Regions from separate parts of the Mus musculus genome. Here region 2 is linked to region 1. Evidence: chromatin contacts called from public Hi-C data. All regions are on one chromosome and are shown on one strand. The core of a region is the stretch at or near the end of the contact, and the rest is flanking DNA. Distances in the headings are between cores, read along the strand shown. Region 1 overlaps Smyd3 (SET and MYND domain containing 3). Region 2 overlaps Smyd3 (SET and MYND domain containing 3).

Region 1 (2,700 bases), core at 6-2,505:
ATTTCTCAGCTAACATCCATACAACTAGGTCTGTGTATTCGTTGGGAGATGCAACTCCAACAGGTAGGTGAAGCTCTCACTTTAGGACCAGCAAATGCTTTGACTTTAGGCTTCGCAAACAAGCCCGAGCACTAACTGTCTCTTCCTGCCCTATAAAATGTCAAAGCTTTGCTACCTCTGAGGCAGTGCCACTGTGGCTGTAGCACACGGAGAGCACTGGGCACAGAGCAAAGGTCCTGCCGGTGAAGGCTTCTCTTTGTGCCTTTTGAATTCTCATGTAGTCCCAATTCCCTGACCCTCAGCCTCTGCTGAAACCTGAGAGCAGCAAGACCATATGTGCCTATTGGTGGAACTAAAGCTACTATATATGCCTCTCCACAGCCACCCACACCCTGTGCAAATGCATTGCCCCCATGTACACAGCACCAAGGCAGCTTTTCCATCCTAGGCCCAGCTTTCTGGGGTATGAGATGGCTCGTCTTGCCCCTATGGAAAGAAGAATTGGCCTGTCAGATGGTTGTGGTGTTATATGACTCTCATATGTGTCTTTGTGGAGGTGTTTCTGAATCGCGGGTGAGGGTGGGGTCACCTGTGACTGCTGTCTCCCAGCAGGTCCCCAGATCCTGTTGAATGAACTCTGACCTTGTTTGTCTCAGATCCTTCTTTTTTAAGGATTTGAGACAGCAGCCACTGTCTTTGACACCTGGGCCTTTCGCCCCTCCCTCGCTCCCCCCCCCCCCCACTTCTCTGTGTTTCCTACCTGGTGATATATTTTCCTTTCCCTCAATAGAGTGTCACCTGATAGGAAGACTTGGGAACTAGATATGTCTGCAGTGGGTAGCCTGGCCAGAAGGCACCTCCCCTCCATATCTGCATCCAGCCTCCCCTACTATCGGTAGGATAACCCACCCCTTTCCATGCCCCACATCCCATCCTCTCCTCAGTCCAAACCAGCCCACTCTTGCTGTTCCCCAAGTCACTGTAGTCCCAACTCCTGTGTTAGGAGTAGGGAGGGATACCCACGCTCCTCTTTGCGTTGTGACTCAATCATCATTTCTTCAACTTGGCTCTGTGTTCGCCAAGGATAAGAATACACCTTGGACTTGTGCAGAGGTCTGCAAACACTGGACTCCCCTAGCTGTGACACCCTAGCTCCTGTTCCACCCCAGAACAGGTTCCACCTCAGGTTCTCTGTGCATCCCTGATTGACATCTGATAACCCAGCAGGTGAAGAAGACCAGCAGAGTCCCCCACTCTCTCATTGCTTCCCTTTGCAGGTTGATGGAAAGGCCACATCCTACGTGGGCTACCCAGCAGGCGTGAGCCTTCCCCAGAACTCCTTGGGGTGCTACTCCAACCAGCAAGCATGAGTCTGATTCCACAGATCAGCTGGGAGGCCTCTAGGAACAAGAGTCCCCAGCAGCCTCTTACTAAGAGTCAGCGCACCGAAGTTGTGTGTGGGCATCCCCCACTTCCCATAGGAGCCTCCCGCTCACCCTCCACTCAGGTTTTAATCTTCCCGTGACCGAGGCAGGTACCCGTCACGGCGTAATTATGCGCCACTTTCTCTGCTATCACAGAACCAGATTTTCTTCCCTTCTGCTCACTGACATGACAGACACGCACTTAGCAGAGAGATTATTAGTATAAAATTACTTTTTGGCCTTTAAATTTAACTATACCATATTCACAGCAATAAAATAAAATCCCCAATCCAGGTGCGCTTTTCAGGGAACGTGTCCGGGGCAATTACCTTCTGATGATGGCATCCTGCACTTAAGCCTTTTGTCTGAGGATCGGGAAATCATTTCCATCCAACTCCGTAATGATGTTCATTCTGTAAGGGACAAGAGGTGAAGCCACTGACCTCATAGCGTACATCAGAGATGAAGGAGCCTGGGGACCAGGTGTCTGCTGCTTTGTTCTCCACCTTCTCCCTTTCTGGGTCTTTAAAGAGGCACGGTCCGCCTCCCGTGGCACAGTGCTTGCCCCCAGGTCAGCAATCTTCCTTTTTAAGAGCATGAATGAATAGGTTTCTATATTGCGTTTCACAGAGAGGAGCTGAATCAGAGGAGTGGGGTGCTGAAGATCTGTTACACGGGAGGGCTTAAGTCTGGATTCAGTGGGCTCAGTTAAAGGGCAGCCGAAGCTGAGCCACACAGGGCTAGCATTATCTAGGTGAGCGCCTGAACTGTCGCTGTGGCCATGGGACAAAGGCAGGTCCTCCTGTCTTCACATCAGGAGAATGTCCTGGTTGGACTCCCTGGTTGTCTAAATACATACCCATCCTTCCATTCCAAGTTCCTGGGAGCCAGCTTACCCCATTTCTCCAAGCCACCCAGCCACCAGTTTGTTCTCTTCATCAACCACTGCGTCACTTTCTCCCTCCACTCTGGTCAACAGATTTGAACTGAATATGTATGGCTCGAAAGATTCGGGCACAGGGCACAAAAGCACTCTCCTTCCCATAATGTTATTTTTGCTCTTGTATGAATATTTATCTGTGTCTGGTGGGATCATTGGGTCCTGATGGAAATGCTCATGTCTTTCCAGTGTGGTATTTCCCTCTCGAGCCTGACCATAATCCTGCATGGGCATCGGAAGCTCAGTATTTGCTTAGAGCGGCAGTTCTCAGCCTGTGAGTCATGACCCCTTTGGCAGACCTCTGTCTCCCCCAAATATTTGCATTAGAGTTCATAA
Region 2 (2,700 bases), core at 95-2,594, 110 kb before region 1:
TGAGCTGCCATTTCAAGCTAGCTGCGTGCTTCCGGAATGTTCTTGCTGCTGAGCCCCTCAGCTTTGGTACAGTATAGTTTGCAAACTTCAGTGGCATGAAAGAGGCACAGAAAAGATAAGGAGTCCCTATCCCAGAGGGAGGGGGCGTAGACAGCTGTATAGTCAAGACTCTATGAGGCACAGGAAAAGACATCTGAGACGAGGAAGTAGACCTACAATCAGTCTAGGAGAAAAGACTTGTGGGGCTCCATCCATAGGCAGGAAGAAGCTGCCTGAAGTCTTCACATAGAGGAATGACTCAACCAGCTATGGGTGTTAGGGAGCGTGTTCTCCCTCCTCCTCCCCCTCCCCCTTCCCCTCTCCCTCATTTTCCCCCTCCCCCTCTCTCATCAGTTTAGAAGGTAAAAAGGTAGAAAAAGCCCCTAGGAGGCAAGTTAGAAAGCCATTGCTTGGGTAAAGGCTTCAGGCATTACAGGCTACCCAGAAAGACTGTGAGACCCTATTTATTGGGGTGAGACAAAATAACTAGTCTCCTGCCCGGCAGTCACACATGAGTTGTAGTCCTTATAATGCAGTTTTAGAGCCAGACACTGTTGAGTTGGTGGCTTCACAGTAGCTTGGAATTACCCAAGAGCTTCTGCTTGACCTGACAGCGATGACTAGTGACTTCTGGTCTTTAGGCTGGGCTGAGAAACGGGGTCTTAGAATGAATTCTACAGGGAGCATAGTCACCAGCTGCCCCCTCACCTGTGTGGGGATCTGTCCAGGACCAGAGAGTCTGAGGATACAGGATGAGTGTACAGCCCCAAACTTACTGATAAAGATGTTCTCGAATATACGCTTTGAGACTAGTTGCTTGGTCTGTGGAACCTGGTGTTCTCCAAAAGGCATGGGAACTGGCCTTGTACTGTAGCCCTTTCTCCTCTGCCCTGCCTTCAAATGCAAGAGAGAGATGGAGGAAATGAAAAGATGACCATTGTCTTAGCCAAAAGAGCCAGCCACCACCACTGCTCTGTGTAGCTTGTGCTGTATATATTCCACGGTGGGGCTGTAGAGGCTCCTTCTGTTCGTAGGCTCCACTGCCACCCCAAGAAGGGTACCTGCTGCAGTCCAGGTGAAAGAGTCAGGCTTGAATCGGGTCAAATGCAGATCCCAGCTCCTTTTAGGTTTTTTTCTGTTGCAGTTACTTCAGGAGTGCAGCACTCACCAGAGGTGTTCCTGCAAGACCAGATCTATACTCTTGGGGCAGACATTAGTTCTTCTGTGGAAGAAGGCACCCACAGCTTTCTAACATGAGCCTCTGTGATGAGCCAGGGAGTCAGCTCAGGTTCTGTCTTCTGTCACCCTGGTGACAGTGAGTCTGACCCATGTGGCTGGCCAGACTTCCTCCTCCTCAAGGAGGCCACCTTAAAGTCATTTTCTGTCAGAGGCCTTCTCTGCCCTACCTTGACTTCAAACAAGTATAATCATGTTTAGTAGACACGGGGTGCTTTGTTTTCAGTTAAGAAAAACCACATGGAGTGTTTGCTCTGGGGCATTTTGTCAAGTCTTTCAACAGATAACCCTGCCCCCTCCTCCCTGCAATATCCCCAACTCCCCCACACCCATAATTATGTTCTGCATTTGAAAACAGATAAATAAGTCATGTATACTGTATAGTACAAGCTGGTATCCATTACCAGAGTAAAGCAAAGGAAGACAAGGGGGAGGGGAGGAGCGCTGGGTGTGGCAGGAGCCAGTTGTTATTTTAAATAGGCTGCAGGTTAGGCCTCCTAGAGAAAATGGGATTTGATTGAAATGGAAGAGGACCAGAGAGGCCACCTTGGTGGATCTGGGAGAACTCAGGCCTGAAGGGAAAATATGAAGGGACAACAAAGAGGCCAGACTAGCCAGAGCAGCAAGAGCCATGGAAAAGGGGGAAGGGAACGTACAGGGAGGGCCATGCGTTCAAAGGAGTGGGTGCAGCTTATATGAAGCTCTTGCTTCTCTGTCCCCAGTGATGAAAGACCCATATTTTACTTGGGTCATCAGACTTAATATTTTTGACAAATTTGAAAAATGAATATTTAAAAACAGTAACCATAACAAAACGTTTTATCATTAGAAACACACACACACACACACACACACACACACACACACACACACACACACACATTCTTACCAAATAGTAAACAAGTTTCTAAATGAGGACTTTGTATTTCCTTCCTCCAATTCAGCATTGAGCCTATGCAGTCCAGAGGCCACACTCGGGTTGCTCTGTAAGACCTTGGCTTTCCTCAGACAAAAGGGGGCGCTATTGCAGTATTTCAAACTGAAGAAAGCCTGTCTGACTTCAATTGTGGTGAAGGCTAGATTGTAGAATGCAGAGATTCCTTCTAGGAGAGAAGGGCCAAGGGTGGGGTGGGGAGACCATCCTGAGATGGTGGTTGGCCAGGTTGGGATGTAACAGTGGGAAAGATTAAAAGTGGTCACTTCTGGATGAATTGTTAATGTGGATACAACAGAACTTCCTGATGGTTTTGGATGTTAGAGTCCAGGGAGACACAAAGGGTTCAGTCTAGACAACATGAATAGAGCTACTGCCTCCTCTCCTAACTAGGGAGGCTCTGCAGGTGAGTAGGAAGGGGAGAAGAGTTCTGATAACTGTGAACTTGATTCTTGTGTGTTGGGGAAACATGTTTATGCCCATGGTGTTAC

What was found. Hi-C and Micro-C count contacts between places; a contact is called where the count stands out from the background.
Region 2: a contact with region 1 is called in a Hi-C map of cranial neural crest, with 2.0 times the contacts expected there. The contact joins two enhancer-like sites. A contact is called at or near these places in 1 of 15 datasets of contacts at CTCF or cohesin (the NIH/3T3 cell line), 19 of 484 Hi-C or Micro-C datasets (ECoMG myeloid progenitors, ECoMG-derived neutrophils, the G1E-ER4 cell line and 15 more) and 1 of 9 other capture datasets (embryonic stem cells).

The regions. Positions count from the first base shown.
Region 1 is chr1:178,973,721-178,976,420 of GRCm38.p6, reverse strand. The region is part of intron 10 of Smyd3 (SET and MYND domain containing 3); the gene reads left to right. Among named protein-coding and RNA genes, the nearest start is that of Gm46249, 200 kb to the right of the region's middle. Within about 2 kb of position 1,255, at least 2 of the 459 cell types and tissues checked have an H3K27ac peak or open chromatin away from gene starts, as enhancers often do.
Region 2 is chr1:179,086,820-179,089,519 of GRCm38.p6, reverse strand. The region is part of intron 7 of Smyd3 (SET and MYND domain containing 3); the gene reads left to right. Among named protein-coding and RNA genes, the nearest start is that of Gm31349, 240 kb to the left of the region's middle. Within about 2 kb of position 1,344, at least 20 of the 459 cell types and tissues checked have an H3K27ac peak or open chromatin away from gene starts, as enhancers often do.